Linked DNA regions of Mus musculus: regions 2, 3, 4, 5 and 6 are each linked to region 1. A link is a contact called in public ChIA-PET, HiChIP or PLAC-seq and promoter capture Hi-C data. All regions are on one chromosome and are shown on one strand. The core of a region is the stretch at or near the end of the contact, and the rest is flanking DNA. Distances in the headings are between cores, read along the strand shown.

Region 1 (4,023 bases), core at 1,447-3,946:
CTGTAGGATAAAACTGTACTTAACATTTTCCATTACAATTTGCTTGCTACAATCTTGTGCATGTGAAAACTCTACTAAATAGTTATCGAGCAATTTACAGGAAGCACTATCTGAAAAACTTATATAAAGTCTTCTAAAGCCAGAATCCAATCCAGAGACTCTGCAAAGACAAAAGGTTAATAACATCATGACTACTATTTAAGGTAAGTTCAGAACATGAATGTTGACTTCAAGTTTCTCAGAGTCACTCAAACATGAGGTTTTCTTGCAACCATTTACATTTCATGAAAATGGCAACCTACAGGCAACTGACTCTAGCGAACCAAACTGAGGTCTTACTTAATGTTATAGCGCCCCGTTTTCAGTGTACATCTATCAGGAAATTGAGCAAGTTTCCTGGACAGCATCTTAAAGTACTTTCTGCACTCCTGCATTCCTGTGCTCTGCTCATAATCAGTGGATGCAGACAGCGGTAGTCCATCCCTCACACGAATGACTGAGGCAGACAAAATCATAGACATTTCAACCCACAGAAGACCTAAAATAAAATGAGAAATCTGAATTAAATAAAAATCAAGGCCAAAACTGGTAAGCATTTATACAACTTTCACAATTAGTAATAATCAGAGTATTAAGATAACAACACAATATATTCCAAGAACCTTCCAATTAACACATTTTTTAAAAATATGTAACTTATTTTATGTGTATGAGTGTCTGTCCACATGTATGTACGCGCACCATGTGCATGCCCGGTGCTCTTGGAGAACAGAGAGGAAGAACTTGATATGTTGGAACTAGAGTTGCAGATAGTTGTGAGCAGCTATGGGGGTACTAGAGTCTTCTGCAAGAGTAACTAAAGCTCTTAACCACTGAGCCATCTCTCCCACTACCAAACAAGCTTGTAAAAACAGCATTTGCAAGCTGGGAAGATGGCTGAATGGTAACACTTGTAGGGCAAGCCATCTGATGACGGGAGTTTGGCTTTCCAGAACACAAGAAAAATTGAGACGTGGTTATATGAGGAGATATCTATAATCCAGGGCTCCTACAGGTAGATGGGAATTGGAGACACAAAGAGTTCCCAGAAGCTCTGAGGACAGATCACCTGGTATATTGCAGTGAACAAGAGACCCTGTCTCAAACAAGGTGGGAAGGCAAGAACCAATACCTTAGGTTATCCTTTGACCTGCATACCTATGCTGTGGCACACATATGCTTCACCCCTACTGGTCAGTGTTCATAGTGCTACAAGTTGCTATGCAAGTGACTGGAGAAAGGCAGCCATCCATTTCACCCAACTACGAACCCTGCAAGCTCTAATAATGACCTGCCTACAGTGCCCAGAGGTACAATATGACAGAATATTATAGGAGTTACCTATCTTTTTTTTTTAATTGAATTTAAGATCCACTTCATACACCTCATTTGAACCTTCCGGGAACCGGTAAGGTTGGGTATTTGTTTCACTTTGCTTTGGAAGAAACACAGGTTCCAAAAGCTTAAGTCATTTGTTCAACCCCTAGTAAGTAATAAGTTGTTACTAACTCTAATAACTCTATAAGACACTGCCTCTAAACATACCCAGGCTTCGTTACTACATGGAGAGGAAGGTGGCAAGTATCTCTTTGCTAGTGTCTTTTCATACACCAAACTAAAATATACTTAAACTTTACCCAGTCTCTAAAAATCAAGTACTAAACTGATGTGATCTTCTTAAGTGGAAACGGCCGATCCTTTAGTAACTTTTGGTTACGGGTGTCAGGTTCAGCTCTCAAGTCTTCCTTTACACACTAGAAGTTCTAAGTATTGTTTAAGAAACCGACTTCTCACGGTACTGGCAAACGAGTGGGTACCAGTAACATGGAATGTGATTCCGTTTTTTAAAAAAATGGTGGTTGTACTAATCCGCTGGGATTCTATCACGTGTAGCCTGGCGGGACACCCAGGCTCTGCCCAGGGTTAAGCACAGGAGGGGCGGGTTCTGAAGAGTTCCACCTGCCCCCAGGTGATGGTGATCCCGGAAGCTAAGCAGCAGGAGACTCCCCACTTGTGGAGCCAATTTCTCAGGTCTCTTTTCTGCCACAGAGAGTCGCAAAGCACCTTTAAAACAGGGCCTCACGGGATTTCCCAGAGCCAACGAGTAAGATGTCCAACTGCAACGCCCATTCAGACTTCACAAATCACAGGGTACAAGCTACCCCGCCCAAAAGAAAGTAGGAATGCCACCTCAAGCTCTCTCGGGCCACCTACCAGCCCGAGTGAGTCGGTGTGCTGCTGACATCGGGAGCCAGGGAGTCAACACTACGGCTCGCTGGCAGCCCGGGACGGCCGTCCCTCCCCGTCAGCAGCCCCTACTCCAGCCGCCCATCCTAGGACAGGCCTGCTAAACAGCAACCGCCGCCCGCGAGGCTCGCAGCCCTAGGTCGCAGGGACTCGGACCCTGCACGCCCGTCCTCCTAAGCTCTGAGGCCACCGCCACCAAGCTCCGGCTCGGACAACTACCGGTCAAGCCGAGGTGGAACTCCGAGAGAGCGGCGCGAGCAGCCGGCCAGAGCTCCGGGAGACCCAGAGGAAGCTGAAAAGAGGGGCCGGGCCATACCTGTCGCTCCGGGACCCGCGGCTCGGAGTGACGTGCCACGCAGTGCATTGTGGGGCCGGGAGTGGCCTTCCAGCGGGGATGCCCGCGTCCAACGTGGCTGGCGCCGGCGGAGCTCGCACGGGCCTATCGGACGCCGTGGGAAGCATCCAAAGACCCGCCCCTTTCCGAGGCCCGCCCTATCCCCGCCTCCTCCGGCGGAGATTGGCAGGTTTTCCTGCACCTGCGCCAGGAGATTGCCTTCTCTTCTAAGAAGAGAATTATGCTGTCCTTCGGAAATAAGGCTAATCTCCTTCACCTGCTGCTTTGTGTCGGGAAGCAGTTTGTCTCTCGTGCGCCACTCGGGACAGAGGAAAAGCTCTCTCTGGTGAACAGGGAAAGGATCTTCTTCCATCAGGCACTACACAAAGAAACTTAGCAAAACAGAGAGAAAAGCCTCAGTAGCTCCTCCCAGCCTTCACGAGGTTAAGTATTATTAAACAAGGATATGCTGAATGTCAATTAAATGGTCGGCAGCATCTTAAGCATGTTTTACAGGAATGTCCACAGCACTCCTTTTAAGGTGTAATAGGAATAAAAGGCATTAAGGTAAATTGTTACAGAAATGTACATTTGACTGGTACTGTGAAGAAAAACTAATAGGTACATTGATGAATGAGTTGTGGACTGTCGGGGAAGAGCTCCATGATTACGTACCTTTTAAGGTCAAGGTATATTAAGGGACCCTTAAAAATGTTCTAGACCCTGGAAACATGATTTGTGAGCATTTAACTGTACTAGGAAGTCGTGATGGTTGGTTTCTGTCAACTCGACAGAAACCTTCACATAGCTAGAAGAAGGAATCTTGATAAACCCTCTGTAAAATTAGCCTAGTGGGCAAGTGTGTAGGATATTGCCTTGATTGACGATGATACAGGAGAGCCCCGCCCAATGTGGGCGGTCTTCACCCCAGTGCAGGTAGTTCTATGTTGTACCAGAAAGTAGGCTGAGCAAGCAATGGGGAGCAAGCTAGTAAGCAGCACTCCTCCATGACTTCTGCCTCACTTCCTGTCCAGATCCCTGCCTTGAGCTCCTGCCCTCACTTCTTTTCGTAGATGAAATAAATCCTTTCCACACCCAGTTGCCTTTGGTCACTATGGTTAATTTCATCAATAAAAAGCCTAAAGCAGAAAGTATGTAGGGGCAAGAAGTTTAGGCTGAGATGAGGCAAGGTCTAACTCTCTTTGGCTACTTTATACAGTTCAGACTTCAGCAACACACCCTAAGATCAATTCACAGAGCTAATAAAGATTCTTAAGTAGGATCTGATTTACATATTTTAAAGCTCATTTTGCTGTTTATGGAGATGGATGGATAGGGAGCAAGAAGGGTTACTGATGGGCCAGTTTGGAGGCAGTTGTATTGGTCAAGGCCACAAATGATGG
Region 2 (3,938 bases), core at 421-2,920, 310 kb after region 1:
TCTTTAGGCTAGTGAGGTATCTAGACAGGTGAATGTCTATCCAATGAGCTTCCCTTCCCGGGCACCCCTCCTGCAAAAGGCACTTAATCTCTGGTCCACCTTGAGTAAGTCACATGCATCCGTTTTCCATCATGAGTAAACAGCTTGGACAAACTAGGACTGTCTCCTTCATCAAAGATCTTGGGGGGGGGGTTCGGCATGCTTCCTCATACCAAGCCACATCTAAGTCTCCAGCAGAAGGCCCCTCCCCACTCCTGCCACTCACCCTGAGCTAAGCTGATTGTCCCTTGCCCCAGCTCACTCAGCCCTCCCCCCTCCCAGTTCTTATCCCAGGGGAGTCTGGGTACCCAGGAATATGAGAACCACAGCTTCAGCCTCAGCCTGTGCGTTTCTCACCTGGAGAAACACAGGCTGGAACTTCTAGCTTAGTTACGTTCTGCCTCCCTGTCCCATGAGCCCTGCACTCTTATGGTGTCAAGGAAAGAACATAGCCTAGCACTTCTGTGTTTTGTCTCTCCATGAGCATTGTCCGGTCACTCTAGCAGTGAAGTGGAATGCACAGTCCTTGGGTAAAGCAAAGACCTAACATGGTACCAAAAGCACAGATTCAGTATTGACAAACAGATGTAAACAAACACACTTGGATGAGTACAGTGGTCAGTTGGTAAAGGCACCTGCTACATGAGCCTGCTGACCCCCAAACACAACTAAGGGTAGATGGGACAAACATACACCAAAGAGCTGTCCTCTGATCTCCACATGCATGTGTAAGTGCCTGCACACATCCACACACACACTTAAAAAAAATCCCCCAAATAATAAGAAAGATAATACACAGTCTAGGAGAAAATATAAATCCAGAATATATAACTATTAAGATCCAAATAAAAAAGAGCATAATAAAACACAAGGAAAGACTCAAAGAGACTTTTTAAAAATTAAATAATGTTTTACAATACATTTGGAACATATTTTTTCCCATACCCCAGCTTCTTTCCACCTCCCTATCCACACAAAACTTTATGTTCTCTCCCTCCCTCCCTCTCTCCCTCCCTCCCCAAAGACCCCCAAAATCAAAACAAATAAACAAAAACAGTAAGGCAAAAACAAAACAAACAAACAAACAAACAAGAAATAAAACTCTACCAAAAAAAAAAAAAAGACAAGCCAAAACCAACAAAATCAAACAAACTAAACCGGGAGACCTTTCCCCGAGGAGATGGGGGTCTGAGAATAAGCGCATGCAGAGATGATGCTGGCTATGAGAAATGCAAGCTAAACTACAAGGAGTCACAGTTTCCTGTCAAAACAGCGAAAGAGAAAAAGGCCCAGGCTGAATGTGGACAGGCTCCCCCACCCCCACCCCACCCCAGCACTGCAAAACAAAACAAAACTCCCCATGGTGAGAGAGCATGGTGAGGGTGCTGATGTGACTCTCCCACACTGCAGGTAAATATGACATTGTTACGGGTCATAGGGCAAGGGCCTCAGCTTGAGGGGTCCTAAAGAACTAGACTCTTCCAACTGTCCTAAGATCTTAATCCAAAGAGACCCAAACAACCAGGGTGACAAGTGGTGAAGAAGACAGGAAGGGAGTTTTTATCAGTACAGCTGTGTGGGAAGACAAGGGCAGCTGCACCCGCAAGCCTGCCTGGAGGGACTTGGGGCTCAAAGATTAAGATGCATAATAGTGAGGGTAGGAGCCAAGAGTGTGCACAGGCAAGCAGTCTTGGTCAGACTGCGGTCTGGATTGTCATTATCTTTAGTCGGGCTTGGTGAGATGGCACCTTACTCACTGTTTGTATCAGATAATCTGGTTTCCACCACGAAATGATTGCTCTGGTTTAGTAGGGCAGGCTCAGTTGCTATCTTCGAGTGCTCAAACCCCTTTGGGAGATAGGCTCCTCATGGGTCGGTCACAGTTTTCAAAGGCTCAGGACAATGACTAGTAACTTCTAGCAATGCCCCCACCGTCTGGAACAGGCTGTTAACAAAACTTGACAGTTGACAGTGTTGATTGTTAAATCGCTGTAAATCTGAAACCATCTTAGCTCTTTCCCTGGCCTCTTCCACACTTGAGGGAGAGAGGAGAGAGAGGTTGGGTAGATTTAGGGCTGATTAACCTTGTGTCGTCCATTTTCAGACAAACACTTCTTAAGACTAACACACCTACTGTGCATCAAGCAGGACTCCAACCCAAGTGTAGGGTCATTAAGGGGACAGACACAAAGTGAAGACAAAGATGCCAAGTTTTATCCTGTTTTTTTTTTTTGTCCCCCATCAGGAATCTCTGAGTCCAGTGAAGAATCCCGGCTTTCGGGAAAGCAGCCTCTAAGCCTCCATTACAAAATGAAGCAACCACTCTGGGAAGCGCTATGGCAATTACTGCACAGGGGCCATTCCACGTGGAGGCATTATGGGGAAGTTTTAAACTTGCTCCTTTCACTGCGAAGCTTCAATTATCTTAGTGTATGAACTAATTAAGCTGCCAATAGACAGATTAACAGGAAAATAGAAAGTAACAAATATTAATTTGCAGAAACACAAAGCCAGATGTAGAGTACAAGACTCAAAGAAGGGCTAGAGAGTGAAGCTTACTTATGTCCACAGAGCTAAACAAAGGAGAGGGAGTGGTTTTGGGAGAAAAGGGGCGTGGCTTCGGGAGGGACGGCTGAGCTTATCAGGCACTCAGAGAGCAAGGCATATCTGTCCTTCAGATGAAGAAACTGCCACCTGAGGTAACATCTGCTTCTGGGAGCTCTCAGACCACCTCTCCCTCAGTGTCCTTTTTCTGTAAAGTGAACTCTGCTCCTCAGAAGGGGATCTATCATAGTGGTGGTGGTGGTGGGGGGGGGGGGGTGAGGCACTCCTTAATCCCAGCACTTGGTAAGCAGAGGCAGGTGGATCTCTGTGAGTATGCGACCAGTGGGGTCGACCGAGTGAGTTCCATAATAGCTACAGTTTCGCAGAGAAACCCCGTCTCAAAAACCAAACCAAACAAACCAAACAAAAAACTCAAAACAAACAAAAAGAGGGTCTATCGAGTTTACAAGCATGAATTTCCTTTTTAGATATAAATTTCTCTAAGAACTGTCATCTTCTCAGAGTTAGTGCTGTCTGCAGTTTCTCAGAATGGCCATTTTGCTCAATGACAAAGAAATGTATTTTGGGGGTATCACATTTTAGGGTCTCACAGTGTCTATCCAAGAGGGGATAAAAGCATATGCTCACCCAAACACTTACACGAATGTTCAAAACAGTTTCATTTGTTAGAGTGAAAAACTACGCATGGGGTAAGTATCTGTCAATAGGTGACTGGAAGAAAACGCTGTGGTTCATCCTTTGAATGGAATAATATGGAAATCAGTAATAAAAATGAGTAAACCGCCAATACAGGTATTATGGATATGAAAACACCTATGCTGAGTAAAAGAAAGGTAAATGTTAATAGTATATACAATAGGATTCCATTTATATATGATTCCAGAAAAATGGAGCCAAGTTACAGTGCTAGAACCCAACCCACGATTGCCTGGGCGGGAAGATGGGGATGGAGGGGAGAAGGGAAGAAAGGAGGATGATGGGAATTTCATTATCTCTATGGTGATGATGGCTTCATGGTGTGCATGTATACAAGTTTACTTCACACCTTAAATATGCAAAGCCATAGCTTAGTATGGCGGCACGGATCTGTAATTCCAGCACTGGGTAGGTTGAGGCAGGTAAGCCAGAATTTCATGGCCACCTCAGACACATACCACTTAAGGCAAACCTGAGTTACATGATACTCTATCTTAAAAGAAAACATACCCCCAATAAAGCTGTTAAACTGTGTGGGCTAGTGTGGAAGAGAGCGCTGGCCACTAACTTACCTCCTAGAACAGTGGTTCTCAACCTGTGGGTCATGCCCCCTTTGGGTGTCAAATGACCCCTTCACT
Region 3 (3,640 bases), core at 303-2,802, 420 kb after region 1:
TAGACCTTGAGAAGTAGGGGCTCACAGCTCCTGGGCAACTCACTAAAACACCGCAGCCTCCTTTAAGCTGCAGGCTGAGTGAGCTGAGGGCTTAAGGCATTGGGGGGCTTGAAGACTTACAACCTCAGAGCCACTCTCTAGTCACCTGGCCTCAGCTGTGACTGGATGCCTTAGAGCTAAACCCCATGTTTCATCTGCTCATAGTGTTGACCACTCGTGTCACTGGTCACCAAAATACCATTTAGAAGAGACTTTGACTGAGATCTGATGTTGCAGCTGAAAAGGAACTATCTTTATTCGGGAGGGACACTTTTCAGACTGACCTGCTAAGACTGAAACCAGCCTGCTTCTGTTTTGTAGCCAGAAGAGGGGAGTGGCTGGCTTGTGTGCAGCTTCTAGGTGCACCAGTCAGAAGTCTCACATATGTACTATGGATTGAGTTTCTAGAAAGAAAGAAGAAGAAGGAGGAGGAAAAAAAAAAAAAACCGCACCTCTGCTGAAGTTTGTACAAGATGGGGCTGGGGAGATAGCTCAGTGGATAAAGGGCTTCCTGTGCAGGCATGAAAATGGGAGTTCACATGTTCAGAACACATGTGAAAACAGGGCTGGGCAGCCTGTAATCTCAGCCCTTGGGGTAGAGGCAGAGATCCCCAGGGCAAGCTGCTGGCTAGGCCATCAAGTCAATGAGCCATGGGTGCCACTGAGAGGCCCTCCCTCTATCAATTAGGTAGAGATACCAGTAAAGACACCTACTATCAACCTCAAGCCCCCACATGTACATACACATTTGTACATGTATACCACACACATGAACACACAAACATACCTGTGTATGTACACTAAACACATATACACACCAAAAGGAAAAATAAATTATACATGAAATGACTGAAGTTATGGAGAGTTAAAATGTTGCAGACCAGAACCAAATTACCCTGGGCTATTTTTTTAATCCCTTTGAAAACCATTCATTGCCCACCCCTGTGACTGGTTTTTCGAGACAGGGTTTCTCTGTGTAGCCCTGGCTGTCCTGGAACTCACTCTGTAGACCAGGCTGGCCTCGAACTCAGAAATCCACCTGCCTCTGCCTCCCAAGTGCTGGGATTAAAGGCGTGCGCCACCACCGCCCGGCTTGTGTCTGACATTCTTGTGATTGTCAAAACCTTTATGATGTATTCTTAGCAAATCACTAACGTCCAGTTCTCTGAGGCTAAGAATGTTAGATGATATATAAAACACACAGCAGCACTTGCTTTGCCAATTTGCCCCGCCTACCTGTGATTCCCACCACTGAGCTTGGTTAGTGCGTTGATGTATGACTTCCTCTATTCTGTAACTGATAAGCTGCCGTGTGACCACCCATACAGTAGGCATACATGGTGCCTGGAGTGGACTGAGTCTGTTGCTGGTTGTTTTGCCTCCAGAATAAACTTTCTTCTCTCTGTGAGTGCAGAGCTGAGCTTTTGCATGGATGCATCACACCGTCCACAAGTGCCACAGGTCTATTGTGGAGTCACTGGGGAGGCCCTTCCCCCCTATCCTGAGTGAGACTTGCTGAAGGATAGGTAGGGTCATCTAGAGTTCACCAAGGCCTGTCATGGCTGAAGTGAAGTCTTATAAACCCAGGGCAAGTTTGTCTATAGCTGAAGCAGTTGTGGCATTGGTGGCTATAGTGTTCCTTGCAACTGGGATGGAGTGTTCTTGAAGTGACTTGGGGGGTAGGGTGTATTTGTGTGGCCTCCCTGCCATGGTGACAATCTAGCTGGTAGCCCCCAAGGGGGCTGTTCTGTTGACACACCGTCTTTCAGGTAACAATATAAACGAGGCATCAGTCAGGTACCTATAAAGGGTAGACCGACTTTTGTCTGAAGCTTTGCTCATTTCAGATATTGAATGTTGCTTATGATAAAGACCTAACTTTAAAGAACTTTCTGAGTAGTATTTTCACACCAATCCAACAGCCCTTGAGGCAAGTAGAGCTCTCTGATCTGTGTGTAGCCCTCTGATCTGTGTGTGTAAAGTTACCAACAAAAAGAAATGAAAACAAAACAGAAATAGCCAGCTGAAGAAAGACAGAAATGTATTTCTGGTCCCACCCAGCTTGCCCACCGTTCCTCCAAACACCCACATGGCTCTCATCCCGTGCAAAGGCCAAGGTTCTTAGGTGCACCTGCTGAGGGCTGTGAGCTGTTCACATCACCAAGGGCTTAGAGACAGATTCCAGGGTGTGGGCACAGTTTGCTTTGTCTTTAAAAATGAGCCTTACAGGAGGATCTCTGTGACCTCAGTCCAGGACAGAGGACTATGTAGAGAGACCCTGTCAAAAAAAAAAAAAAAAAAAAAAAAGAAAAGAAAAGAAAAGAAAGAAAGGAAGGAAGGAAGGAAGGAAGAGAAAAGGAATACCGAGAGCCTTACACTGGGACAGACACACATTACCCAAGTTCTTCTGTGAGCCCTTCCTAAGTCCTTTTTTTTTAATTAACCTGGAAGGTTGGATGGCAAAGGAATTGAGATTCTTCATGAAAAATTTTGAGAATCATAGATATATGTCTGAGTATCAGAGTCAATGTGGAATGCTTTCCTAACTTTCCATACTAGTATGTCTTTCACTAGAAATTCCCCTGCTGGAACAGTAACTCTTTGGTGGAATGGTTATCCACATGTAAAAGGCCCTGGGAAGGAGCAAGACAGAGAGATGAAAGGAGAGAGGGAAAGAGATAGACCGAGGAAGGTAGATAGATAGGGAGGGAGGGAGAGAGACAGAGACAGAGAGGATGATAAGTAGATAGTGTGCTGGCTAGTCTATGTCAACTTGACACACAAACTAAGGTTATCTGATAGAAGGAAACCTAAATTGAGAAACATACCTCCCTAACATCCAGCTGTAAGCCATTTCTTAATTAGTGATTGATGGGAGAGGGCCCAGGCCATTGTGTGTGGTGCCATCCCTTGGCTGGTGGTCCAGGGTTATATAAGGAAGCAGGCTAAGTAAGCCATAATAAGTAAGCCATAATAAGCAAGCCAGTAAGCAGCATCCTTCCATTGCCTCTGCATCAGCTCTTGCCTCCAGGTTCCTGCCCAGTTTGAGTTCCTGTCCTGACTTCCTTCAGTGATGGACAGTGCTGTAAAAGTGTAAGCCAGATTAACCCAGCAATAGTTATGCTAACTAAGATAGACAGATTGACAGACTGACTGGCTGGCTGACTGACTGACAGACAGACAGAGGGAGAGGGAAGATAGAATAAATGAAGCAGTAGTACACTATTCTTTCCAAAGTTAAATTTCTGTAATTTTGAAATAAAGTCTCACATAGCCCAGGCTAGCTTCAAATACTCTATGTACCCAAGAATGGCCTTGAACTTGCTGCTTCTTCCAGACAGAGTGCTAGGATTATAATCGTGCCACCATATGTTTGGGGGTGGGGGATAAATAGAATGAAATGTGAATCAGGCACTGTTCTAGTTGGGCTATATCTACACCTCAAACTCTGAAATCTGAGCACTCAGAACATCATAGTTTGGTATCTCCTAACTGTTCACAAATGCATTGAAACCAAGAGTGAGCATGGATCTCTGTTTTATCACTTCTATAGACTCTTGATATATAACTCAGACTAGCCTGGAGCTTAGTGTACAGCCCA
Region 4 (3,873 bases), core at 662-3,161, 330 kb after region 1:
TCCAGGGAAATACATCTGTGTAATTATCTTGTTCCTACATCTCTGCCATGGATCATATTAAAAACACTTCTTCCCATGAACTGTAAAGTATTAATTGACAAGCCACAGGGAGCTTATACGGGAATATGTCCTCACCAATTAATAATGCCTCGTGTTCATTTATGAGGACTGAATTATTCATCAGAACCTTTGCATAAGATCCTGGTGAGGTAAAGACTGGAGGGGGGCGCTACGGCACCTGCGATACCACGCACTTTAAACTTGACACAAGAACTAATCGATGCGGGTCAGACCCTGCCCTTCTTACACTCGGTGGCGGTCTATGTACCACCAGCCCCTCCCTTCTGGACTCGAGAATCTTCATGAATACCCTAAGTATTTTAAATTGAGCTATAATACTGTGAGGCTTGGGGAAAAGGCATGAGTTTGAGATTTTAGAAAAGACACGTCCTTGTCACCATAGTGCCCTGCCACTTCTGCATCTTTGGACTCAATCCACTGCAGATTTGAGATTTTTGGACAATAGTACAATTGAAATGAGCATGTACAGACTTTTTTCTTACTTCCTAACCAAACAGCATAGCTATTTACATGTTGTACTGGGTAATTCAAGGATCCTAGAACATGGTTTAAAATACCTTAGCGGTGTGTGGAGGCGATAAGCAGATACTACAGAGGACTTGACGATCCAAAGGCATTTACTTCTTTGGGGCCATCTCTATACATTCTCCATACAGAGCTTGGATTGGTGGAGGGCTAAGGCTTCTTCCAGTATGAAACAAGGGCAAACCTAGTATGTGTTGATGAGAAATATGAGGATTTGAGGCATTCAGGTACTGTGGGGTCTCTCATTAATCAGTGCTGACTCTTCCGCCCCGGCTGACTGGACGACAGAATTCATATAGCAAACAGACCCGTTGAGTATTTAAATTTCCCTTTGAAACTTCACAAGGCAGGCCTCCATCTTCTGCACTGCTCCCAATACTCTTATCTTCCAAGCTCCTACAGAGCAGCTCACTGAGCTCTCAACACTCAATGGCTTTTCTAGTCCAAAGTTCCCAAGTCCTTCAGTAATCTTTCCCAAAGCACGGTCAGGTGGTCACAGCCATACCTCACTTCTTGTACCAACTTGTCTTAGGGTTTCTATTGCTGCAACGGAACACCGTGACCAAAAGACAAGTTGGGGAGGAAAGGGTTTATTCAGCTTACACTTGCACATTGCTGTTCATCACCAAAGGAAGTTTTGGACAGGAACTCAAACAGGGCAGAAACCTGGAGGCAGGAGCCGATGCAGAAGCCATGGAGGAGTGCTGCTTACTGGATTGCTCCCTCTGGTTTGCTCAGCCTGCTTTCTTATAGAACCCAGGATCATCAGCCCAAGGGCGTCCCCACCCACAGTGGGCTGGGCCCTCCCCTATCAATCACTAATTAAGAAAATACCCTTCACCTGGAGCTTATGGAAGCATTTTTTCTCAGTTGAGATTCCTTCCTTTCGGAGGATACTGGTTTGTGTCAGGTTGGCACAGGATTATCCAGCAAAGACACATAATGCCCTGTCCTTCCCTTTCCTTCAGGCCCACTGGCTGCCTGCCCCTGTGAAGTTTTCATCACTAAGAAAAGCTGCAATGCATGGGTAGAGCAGTTGTTTGCTGGAGGGGAAGCCACACAGTTGAGACAGGTGACTGATACAATGGACTGGAAATGTCTTCAAGTGATTAGCTATTTTTAGGTCCTATTTTTAAAGTATTAGTCTGTACTTTGTGGTAAAAGTAGAATTAACCATGAATTAAAGTGTTCCTCATGGGAAGCTGTATAGCAGATTTTATGTAACACCACCCAACACTCTCCACACTCCTCCCCTCTGCTTCCTCTCTCCTCCTCAAATGGGAGGGGGTGGTGGCTATTTTGCATGTCCTTAGTGACTAGCTTCCTGTCACCTTCAGAATTCTACCTTCGGTTTCACTTTAAGAAAGATGAGGATGAAGTAAGCAGAGCTAATTCATCCTTCCTTCCTCCCTCCCTCCCTCCCTCCCTTCCTCCCATGCTAAGGAAGCAGACTGGTTAGAACTGGAATCGACACAGAGGTGACTAAAGACTGGTGTTAACTCTGAGGACTTTCCCCCTCTGACTTCACAATTTTGAGCCTCAGAAGATACTGGGCAATCCCAGAACCCTCCTTCAAGACCCGGGTAAGTTGGTACATCGTGAATTTCTGGTGAGAGGTGCGTCTGCAGGTGTGCAATGGTACACACGGGTGAGCAGAAGTCAGTACTGCGCAGCCTGTCCACCCGGGCTACCAGGAGCTGCTGATGCCTGCACGAGACTGGGCTGTAAGGAGAACTGGCTGGCAATGGAGTTGCTGCGGCTCTGGAAGCTTAGGGAAGGTTCTGTCTAAGAGGAGCTACGGAACACCAGTGGTCAGTGTCACAGGCCCGCCACAGTCAGTTTATGACCTCCTGAAAGACGGGTCCAGGAGCCATGCAATGAGTATGTTTTTGTTTTTGTTTTTTTTAAAAATCCATTATTTATAGAAAGAAATAGGTATTGGCAAAAATCTGTCCAATCAAATACAATGACTTCATTTAGAACTGAGTATATTACAATCTAAGTTAAAATACACAGGTGCAATTCAGAAATCACGCACAGATCTTCAAACCTTCAAAGTTATACACTGTTCTTTTCAAGTGGGGGCTCATCTGACTACAATCTAACCTGGTAAGTTACAGTGGGTGCTGGACTTTACACGTGTGCCACACACGTCTGAAGACACACATGCTTCATGTGGTTCTCAGTTCATTTTTAACAAAGTGCTAAATCATAACAGAGTTACGCTTTTCACACAACAGTTAATGCAACCCTATCAGGCATTTCGTTACCTTGCTGGCGTGACTGACGCCATACTCACAGAAACAAGGGTGGGTGGGAAGGAGCCAGGGCCTGTTCCCAAGGACAGTGAAAGGCTTCCAACCTGGTTAAAAGTAAGGAGTCATATAAGAAATGGCTTTATTAGAAAAACATGTAGTGTACACAGGACTAACTTCTATCACTGGTATACAGCTCTGCTATTTTGTAATTAAAGTCTGACGCAGGGTTCTGATGTCTTCAGAAGTTAGCGGCGTGAGTCCCATCCCTCTGCTGTGTGCCTGGGAGGGGTCATCTTCATAGGACCACCCATGCTTCTTGCCGTAGTTCAGCTCATCAGTGGGTCAGCACGGGTACAGTGCACATGGGGGTGACCAACTCGGGCAGTGCGTCCTGTGTGAGCTGTCACAGCTCCACACAAGAGTGCCGCCAACACAGCTGTGCTGTCCACAGAGTTTTCACATCCTCACGACACTCACGTCCTGCACTATTATTACCTAGTAGTCATTAAATTAATGTGAGACTCTGTAACTTAACAGAACCTCTGAAAGAAATCTCTTTCTTCGCCTTTTCTCCCATTGCATGTGCACCCAAGCAAAGGTGCACTACTAAAGTACGGTCCCTTTAAAGTCCTACAAGTCTGTCTTCTTAAACCGAGACGACCACGTCAAGGTAGAGTCTGTCATAGGATTCCCTGAAGCACAGAATCAGAAGGAGACTGAGCAGACACGACCCAGGAAGGCACCAGTTGAACCAAGACAACTCTGCAAGACAAAAAATAAAATAAGACAAACAGCAGTTGTAAGCATTTTTGCGGCATCTGCAAAGCATCACCTGCATAAGCTACTCTGCATTCCTAACAAAAGGCATCCTGGCGGCGACCGGACAGTCTGCACACTGCCGGTCTGGAGGCTAAGTGGTGGGTGTGAGGTATTACCAGATTTTCAGGTAGAATATTTAATCGATGTTGTTAATAAATTTTCATCAATTTGATATACCTTGACTTTGGTT
Region 5 (3,848 bases), core at 772-3,271, 400 kb before region 1:
GGTGGGGAGCATGGCGGCAGGCAGGCACCACCGCACTGGAGCAGCACCAAGAGCTCTCATCTCAACCTACAGACAAACAGCAGACAGGACCAACTTGAGACAGCTCACATCTTTTGAAACCTTAAAGTCTCCCTCCAGGGACATACTTCCTCTAGCTAGTCCACACCTCCTAATTCTCCTCAAACAACCACCAACTAGGAAGCAAGAACTTGTGGGGGGACATCTGATTCAAGCCTGCAAATCCCCACCTGGGATCAAGGCCACTTCCTCTTACTTTCAGGGGTCGGAGCACGGAGACTGCATCATGTACACACTCCAGGCTATGCTCTGGTGCCCCTAGACGGAGGTATCAGTGACCTTCAGAACTTTTATCCTTCTCTGGAGACACGTTCCCCGTTGCCATCCCCCTGCCCCCTCCCCACTCCCAGGACACACACAAAGCCCTTAGGCCTCTAGCTTCACTGAGAACTACGAGGCATTAGACTCCTCTGAACTTGGTGGCCTCCAGACCTCCAGGTACCTGTACACCATGCCATCAATGGCTCCTGTACCTTGAGGAGGGTTCTTTTCTTTGGTCCAGTTCCCAGGTTCTCAGGACTCCACCATCCTCAGCTCACTCAGCTTTTCATCCCCCGCTTGTTCCAACAGCACAGGCATTACCCCACCCCCACCCCCTGCATCGATTGGCCTTCCTGCAGTGCTCTGCTTTCTGTGCCCCAGCCCCTGGGCTAACCCGGTGGCAGAGCAGCCTCACCCCTTGGCCTCTGGCCCTCTGCAGCTACCTGCCCCTTAATCCCATGTTGCTTGGTCTAGAGAGACTGTTTCTCTAAGGTCACTGTGATTGCTAACCCTAAGTTCTTCCCCTTTCTATATCTCTGAGTTCCCAGTAAGCTGAACCCCTATTTAGACCGAGTCTCAAGATTTGGTGTTGCCTTCTTTCCTAGTAACTGTTTTTACGTTCCGATCTGTCTTCTGACACATCTAAATCGCTTTCTATGTGGCTTCCTCCCATGGGTGATGCTCACTGTTTTCCCTCGGTCATGGTTCCCCTTGTGGCAGATGCATATAGTACAGTAGAGGGACACAAGAAGGTGCAGCTAGGGGGACAGTAGACTGTGTTGTATGCCTGTGTGGGCCTCCATATATGGGGCTCCTGAAAGACTTTGGCCTGGTATTTAATTGCATACACATTAGATTTGAGTAGGTTTTCCAGTCAATCTTGGCTTTCAAGCTTACAGGGTTTCAATTAGACAAAGGGGCTCCTTTGGGTTCAGTGTGAAGACTAGTCCCCAACTTCACAGCAGGGCTCACACCTACAGAACAAAAGAGTGTTAGAAAGGATTCATGAGCCACAGCGGGGATCTGAGGAATGTCCCAAGCATGAAGTTGGCAGTTGGAGAGGACTCAGAGGCTCTCTTAGTGCTGTCACTCTGTGGTCCCTAACTTTGGTCCCAGTCTTCCTTCTCCATCTTTATCTCCTATCCTCACCTTAGGCCCAAAGTGGATAGGTATGTCTCCAGCCATGCAGAAGGGAAACTAAGGGAAGAACTCATTTCAGACTCTCAAAAGCCTGCCCTCCAGATGTGCCCATGGCCTGTGGATGGCTAAAGAGTGAAGAATCTCTCTAAGACAGAGAAACCTCTTCCTCAGCCTTCCCATCTATCTGCCCCTGTGTGGGGTCAACAACTTTAAACTGCCTTTCTGAAACCAGTGCCCCCTACCCCAATCGGGGCCACCCCGGGCCGTGCCACACTCCCCTTCCCCCAGCCCCACTGCGGGAGCTGCAGTTCTGACCTTTTATGGTTGAGTTTCTCATTCTCCACTGCCGGTGCTGACAGGGCCATCGGTGTGGCTGCCTGCCAGCTGGCAGGAGCAACATGTTAAATGCCGTCCTAGGAGGGGAATGGAATGGGGAGCAGGCTCTCTGTCTGCCTCCCCCACCCCAGAGCTAAGAATAGAATCGCTCAATAAAATGAGGACTCGTATTGATGGCCACAGCACAGCTACATCCATTCAAAGCCCATGAATTTAGACTTAGGCCAAAGTAAACCAGGATTAACCTGATTTACCTGTGTGTCTCCAGGGACATCTGCATATTATCTGATTGGGGTTTATTAAGTAGATATAAACACAAATGAGATAAAGTAGATATTGTTCCACCTATTCTGGACAGTTTTCAAGCACTTGAAACGCATCCACTTGATGGGCCGACTAAATAAGGCCACTTAAAAGTGACTTGTGCTCCTTAGCTGCAGAAGTCTCTTGTGGCATATTCTCTGAAGAGCTGCCTTCTTTTCAGATCACTCAAGAGTCTCATTTTCAAATCAACAAAAGCTAGCCCTTCCCCCCCCCCAAGTTGGTTTAAGTGAGGGATACTTAGCTATTTCCGAGGCTAATTATTGTATTTTAAGAAGCAGCATAAGAATGAGGTTTGCAGCCTGGCCTGGGCCTGCGCCTGCGCCTTCTGGGCTGTTCTGTGTGACCTGGGAGAGGATGAGGGAGGAGCAGGGGATCCAGATGGATTCTTTAATGTCACTCACCCAACACAAGAATAACAGGCCTCCTCCTAACTCTAAGGGAGAAAAACAAAGTATCAAGAACCCAACCTACACCAACTACATTCTGAGTTTAAAGCTGATGTGATTTGGAAGGGCTGGAGATACGCCTTAGAGATTCCCGGCTTACCAGTGTAAGCATGACACTAGCTTGGTCTCATTCTGCCTGACAGCATAGAAAGGACGGAACCCTGTCTGGATGCACAGGGTTGTGGGACTCTCCTGTGGCTTTGTCCATGACTAGTGAGTGTTCCGGCTTGCTCTGATAATGCACCCTGACTAAAAGCAACATAGGGAGAAAAGAGTGGATTGGCTCACAATTCTGGCTTACAGTCCACCATCTCAGGGCTAGGCTAGGCTAGAACTCAGGTCGCTAGTCATTTCACATTCATGGCCAAGAGCCGAGAGACCAAATGCATCGCGGTGTGCTCTCTTGCTCTCAGTTAGCTTACTCCCCTCATACTATCCGGTTTGCCCTGCCTAGGGAATCTACAGCCACAATGGCCTGAGTCTTCCTGCCTCAGATAACAGTCAAGACATTCCCCATAGATACACCCACAGGCCAACCTGATCTGTGTAATTCCTTGTTAAGGCTTTCTTCCCAGTTGATTCACGGTTGTATCAGACTGACAGTTAAAACTAACCAGCACCGTGAATTCAGCCTCAGCCTCAGCCTCTTAGAGCCTCTTTCCAAGCGTGTGCCGTAGTTTAGGCCAGTAGCTGTTGGATTCAGGATCAGTGCTTGGCCATCTCTGCAGGCCCAGCCCAGACAGACATGGTGTGGGCAAACACAAAGAGGGCAAAGGGAAGCCGGGCTGTTGGGAAGCATCACAGACAAGGTTCTCTGGTTTCCCAGCAGTAGCCACCCTCTACTGAGCACAAACTCTTGCAGCTGGAAGGATTTCCCATTCTGCCAGCCATGTCTCCAGGGAGCCCTGGGAGAATTCCGAGGAAGCATGGGTCCAGCCGTAGCCAGCGAGCCAGTCTCTTGTTTGTCAGGCACTGTCCAGGCCAGATGTGTCTGTCTTTAGCAGAGAGGCTCATGGGAGAACCCTGGTCCCACCCGGTAGTTAGTTCAACTCATGTGGGCTCTGTACTTGGAAAGGATAAAGAGCATCAGACACAGCTCTGAGGATAAGCACGGAGGAGGGATCCTACACTCCTAGCACTCCTGAACCTTTGTGGTCCAAGAGCGTCAGGGTTATAAAGCACACAGGCCCAGCACCATGTTCCAGGGAGGTTTGTCCTTCTGCTGGTCACATGCGGGCCTGACCCTTTAGTCTCCTAAAATAG
Region 6 (3,862 bases), core at 821-3,320, 510 kb after region 1:
AACCGAAAGTGAATAGAGAGACATTCTAGTCACCCTAAAGACTGCCTCCTCAACAGGGTTAAATTTTAATAGATTTTGAGTCTTCTCTGTTGCAAGTGAAACCAGAGGGATGGCCTGGAGCAGCCTGGGGGGCTGTGGGCTAGGAGCCCTGTAGGGAGAAAGCCAAGCAGAGATCCTGCGACTGGTGAATTTCATTGTGAGCCCAGCCCTTCAGGGCGGAGTCACCTGGCCAGCCCCGGGGTCTGCTGTAAAGGCTAAAACTGGAATTGTATTATCACAATTATTTTTCCGTGCTGTGTATTTCAGTATAGTACCAATATCTTAGATAGTCTCTCAGTCCCTCTGTTTTGTTGGTTTGATGGTCTAGATAAACAACAGATTTTTTTTAATGTTTAGCATGTTCGGGTCTCGTCAGAGGGCTGGTGGTACACAATCCTTATTCAGTCGACACTCACTGTACTACAGTGTCTAGGGTGGAGCTGGAGATGTCTAGTTACCCCGACCTCTCTGTGACCAGGATGCCAGTAATCTGCACCCCTACCATGTGACCCTCATTTGAGGACAGTGACATTCTAGAGAAAAGCGCTCTCCATACGGGTCATGTCTGCTGGGATACTGACAGCTGGAATCAAACTGGGACCCCTCTACTGTGGTTCTCAACCTGTGGGTCACAACCCCTTAGGATCTAATGATCTTTTCCTGGGGATTAGGTTCTGGTTCATAATAGTAAGCAAAATTACAGTTATGAAGTAGCAACAAAAATAATTTTGTGGTTGGGGTCACCTCAACCTGAGGAACTGTGTTAAAGGTCTGCAGCATTAGGAAGGTTGAGAATCACTGATCTAGGAAAAGTGAAAAATGAGATTCTCACTTTACTAGCTAGCTGCCCATTGAGGGCTCCCTTGTGAAATCAAACCTGTGTTTTCCGGAAGGGATCAGAGCTAAGCAGGTCTCTTGTGCCCTCCTACCCAGGCTTCCTGAAACCCTGTGTTACACCTTTCTCTTGTTTTCATTTTTTTTTTTTTTTTTCCTTCTTGGGTCTTTGCTGGGCTGTTACCTTGCCCACTGCCCGGTCTCCTCAGCCTCCTTTCCTCTCCTCTGGCCCAAATGTTCCCTCCATCCTGCACTCTGAGGATGACCCTGGTCTGCAAAATCTCTGATATTAACACATGGTGGCTTTCCAGAAGTCACAGATCTGGGACTTCCATTCACCCACCTGAGCGAGAAATGAAGGCTGGGCCTCCTTTGCAGAAGGCCAATAGAGGTGGGGAACATTCAACTGCTTAACTGTTCAGGAACCTTCCAGAGATGAGGGAACACCCCCAGTCCCTATCCCAACCTGGGTTCCAAGCTTACAGCCACCTCAGATCATCTTGGGGCTGAAGGACGAGGTAGGAACAAGACACCACCACCCATTACCCACCCCTGCCCTGTCCCTCCCTCCTCCACTGAGGCACAAGAGCTCTAGGGCTTTTCACTTCTCAAGCTCATCTCCCTAAGAACCCTGCGGTGCTAGCGGACCCTGGACTCCTCCCGTTTCTTAATTCTTTTCCTGCCCCACCTGAATAATAAAAACAGGACAGTTAAAACAACAAACAAGGGCTGGAGAGATGGCTCAGCCGTGAAAGGCTAGGCTCACAACCAAACAACAAACAAACGAACACGGGAAGGTCCACAGATTGCTTCAGGGAGCGACTGGGAAAGCAAGGGGAACGCCACTCCCGGTTGCGCTCGCCACGCAGATTCTGCCTCCAGGATCTCCCGCACCGAACGAGCTGCAGCCGAGGGCTAGACCTGGCACCCATGGTCCCAAACCCCGCGCGAGGCGACCCTCCCCGACCTTCGCGCCCCTCACCATCCTCCGGGGAGAAGAGCACCCGGAAGCGTGCTGGGTTCCCCGGCTCCGGGACGACCTCGCACTCCCCTCCTCCGGATTTCTTCCGGCTCTGGAAGTACACTTGCAACTTGTTGATCAAGTTCTTTGGGGGGTCGGGGCCCCAAGAGCCCTCGACCAGCAGCGGGAAGGAACCCGACGCTGCCATCCTGACTGAACTAGGAAGCGGCGACTGCTGGGTCGTCCAAAACTGCTCAGAGTTTTAACATTGAGATAACTTCTTTCGCTTTCATTTCCTGGAAATCCCTCCCCGTCCTTAGTTTCTATCTTCACCTCGCTATCCCAGGATTGGAATAGTGCAACAACAACAACAACAACAACAACAACAACAACAACACACACACACACACACACACACACAGAGCTACCACCCACCCACCCCCAGGCACTTTGTTCTCCTGCTCTCAACAGAAGCCAGTCAATCCTCCACCCGAGCTCTAGCCTCCAGGCCACCTCCTTAGCAGCTCCAGAGCTGGGCCCCGCCCGCACTCCACCTGAGCTACAGCTGAGCCCTGCTCCATCACTAGGATAGTTTCTGCATACCTGAAAACCCACGCTGTATAAGAGAAGGAAAACGATCCTCTCAGGATGCTCCCTGCTCACTTGGGGGACCACCCGAGGGCATCTGACCTGACTTTCCTGCTTCAGAATTCTGTTTTCTCATCTGTGCATACTTTGTGTTTACAAACTCCCAGTATTGAGGAACGCGTGCTGGCGTCCATGCTTTCTGGGTGTTCAACGGAGGGACACAGGTATGGGGACACAGGAGACGGTCGACAACTCTAGGGAGAAATACACAGGTGTTGGAGCAGAAGAGCATGGGCTCCCAGCCCAATTATGGAAAGATCAGGTAGCACTTCTGGGCAAGGGACGTGCTACCCGAGAGCCTAAGAACTACTAAGAAATGACCTTAGATGGTGGGTCTCTGGGGCTTTGTGGTTCACTTACACAAAATAACTTAGGCTGCTGCATGGTGGCTGAGTTCGACAGGAGTGAGAGAAAGCCAGGCTGACCTGGGTGCTCAGGAGAGGGCTCTGGTCCCGCTACTGGTCTAGGGCTCTTGGGGCTCCGACACCCGCCTCCCCCATTCCCCCTCCTAGGAAGAACGTGATGGCCTCTAAGCTGCCTTTGGAGACAAGATTGGCCGAAAGATATGAACAGTTCATCCAGGAGTGGTCCAAGCAACAGGAGTGAGGTGCGCCTACTGTGACCGGGATAAGAAGAGACTGGGAATCTGTATATCCTTAACGCGTGATGAGCGAATATTTGGGATACGCATTAAAGCAGGCTTTGCCGGTCCAGGGCTAGAGTATGGTGACCCCCTCGGGGCCCCTGGTAACACTATCTGATGGAGAACAGGGACGATGGGGAGTCTGAAGAGGACCGAGGTCTGAAAAAAAGGAAGGAAGCCGAGGCAGCACTCAGAGCTTCCCCCCTCCCCCCCCCCTTTTTTTTTTTTTTTTCTAGACAGGGTTTCTCTGTATAGCCCTGGCTGTCCTGGAACTCACTTTGTAGACCAGGCTGGCCTCGAACTGCCTCTGCCTCCCAGTGGTGCTGGGATTAAAGGCATGTGCCACCACCGCCTGGCAATTTTTTTTTTCCCAGATCTTTCCAAAACTTTGAATGGACAGGAAGACCCAGGAGTCAAGCAGCCGGGTGAGGGATGGGGGTTTGGGCTCAGAAAGTTGATATTTTGTTTCTTGGAGTTAAATATTTTTGAAAACAGAAAAGTTCTCGATATGGGCAAATGTTGGTACAAAGAGGGATGTGGGAGATATTGGTGGTGTCAGCCAGGACATCCCAGGCGCCAGCAGCTAGGCATTGTAAATGAAAGCCGTGAACCGGGGCTGGAGGTGGGAGTATCTAGGCAATTTTAACGGTTTTTTACAGATAGGTCCCATTTCTCTGTAGATGGTAATCAGACCGATCGCACAACCCAGTGTGAGACTTGAGAAAATCTTGGTAACG

Evidence for each region. Promoter capture Hi-C pulls out the DNA fragments that hold promoters and counts their contacts. ChIA-PET counts read pairs in DNA pulled down with a chosen protein or histone mark. HiChIP or PLAC-seq counts read pairs in DNA pulled down with a chosen protein or histone mark. Capture Hi-C pulls out chosen DNA fragments and counts their contacts.
Region 2: a contact with region 1 is called in a promoter capture Hi-C map of the HPC-7 cell line, with 2.2 times the contacts expected there. The contact joins the enhancer-like site here to the promoter of Sec22a in region 1. A contact is called at or near these places in 2 of 39 promoter capture datasets (the HPC-7 cell line and liver), 1 of 115 datasets of contacts at active chromatin or transcription factors (embryonic hindbrain) and 2 of 9 other capture datasets (adipose tissue and embryonic stem cells).
Region 3: a contact with region 1 is called in an H3K27ac HiChIP or PLAC-seq map of embryonic stem cells, with 4 times the contacts expected there. The contact joins the enhancer-like site here to the promoter of Sec22a in region 1. A contact is called at or near these places in 1 of 39 promoter capture datasets (pre-B cells), 1 of 484 Hi-C or Micro-C datasets (CD4 T cells) and 7 of 115 datasets of contacts at active chromatin or transcription factors (the NIH/3T3 cell line, embryonic forebrain, embryonic midbrain and 4 more).
Region 4: an RNA polymerase II ChIA-PET map of effector CD8 T cells shows a contact between it and region 1, with 6 read pairs. The contact joins the enhancer-like site here to the promoter of Sec22a in region 1. A contact is called at or near these places in 3 of 39 promoter capture datasets (embryonic stem cells, hippocampal neurons and liver), 3 of 484 Hi-C or Micro-C datasets (embryonic stem cells, regulatory T cells and stem cell-derived motor neurons) and 2 of 115 datasets of contacts at active chromatin or transcription factors (effector CD8 T cells and embryonic stem cells).
Region 5: a contact with region 1 is called in a promoter capture Hi-C map of stem cell-derived epiblast-like cells, with 4 times the contacts expected there. The contact joins the promoter of E130310I04Rik here to the promoter of Sec22a in region 1. A contact is called at or near these places in 3 of 39 promoter capture datasets (the C10 cell line, pre-B cells and stem cell-derived epiblast-like cells) and 1 of 9 other capture datasets (liver).
Region 6: a contact with region 1 is called in a promoter capture Hi-C map of liver, with 2.6 times the contacts expected there. The contact joins the promoter of Parp14 here to the promoter of Sec22a in region 1. A contact is called at or near these places in 2 of 39 promoter capture datasets (hippocampal neurons and pre-B cells), 2 of 484 Hi-C or Micro-C datasets (both in embryonic stem cells), 4 of 115 datasets of contacts at active chromatin or transcription factors (the 230-238 cell line, astrocytes, embryonic forebrain and 1 more) and 1 of 9 other capture datasets (liver).

What each region holds. Positions count from the first base shown.
Region 1 is chr16:35,361,222-35,365,244 of GRCm38.p6, forward strand. It overlaps Sec22a (SEC22 homolog A, vesicle trafficking protein), which reads right to left and starts at 2,697. Exons shown (of 7, transcript NM_133704.4): 1 at 2,603-2,697; 2 at 340-538. The coding sequence starts at 521.
Region 2 is chr16:35,676,026-35,679,963 of GRCm38.p6, forward strand. No RefSeq gene overlaps it. Among named protein-coding and RNA genes, the nearest start is that of Gm25967, 44 kb to the right of the region's middle. Within about 2 kb of position 1,671, at least 12 of the 459 cell types and tissues checked have an H3K27ac peak or open chromatin away from gene starts, as enhancers often do. A contact at or near this core is called in the HPC-7 cell line, where this site is marked.
Region 3 is chr16:35,783,014-35,786,653 of GRCm38.p6, forward strand. All of the region lies in intron 1 of Hspbap1 (Hspb associated protein 1), which reads left to right. Among named protein-coding and RNA genes, the nearest start is that of Hspbap1, 14 kb to the left of the region's middle. Within about 2 kb of position 1,553, at least 16 of the 459 cell types and tissues checked have an H3K27ac peak or open chromatin away from gene starts, as enhancers often do. A contact at or near this core is called in embryonic stem cells, where this site is marked.
Region 4 is chr16:35,694,395-35,698,267 of GRCm38.p6, forward strand. It overlaps Slc49a4 (solute carrier family 49 member 4), which reads right to left. Exons shown (of 9, transcript NM_153550.4): 9 at 1-3,626. The coding sequence ends at 3,511. Among named protein-coding and RNA genes, the nearest start is that of Gm25967, 26 kb to the right of the region's middle. Within about 2 kb of position 1,912, at least 33 of the 459 cell types and tissues checked have an H3K27ac peak or open chromatin away from gene starts, as enhancers often do. A contact at or near this core is called in effector CD8 T cells and regulatory T cells, where this site is marked.
Region 5 is chr16:34,956,973-34,960,820 of GRCm38.p6, forward strand. E130310I04Rik (RIKEN cDNA E130310I04 gene) reads right to left here and starts at 2,022. Exons shown (of 4, transcript NR_045723.1): 1 at 1,795-2,022. All of the region lies in intron 21 of Mylk (myosin, light polypeptide kinase), which reads left to right.
Region 6 is chr16:35,869,312-35,873,173 of GRCm38.p6, forward strand. Parp14 (poly (ADP-ribose) polymerase family, member 14) reads right to left here and starts at 2,071. Exons shown (of 17, transcript NM_001039530.3): 1 at 1,856-2,071. The coding sequence starts at 2,042.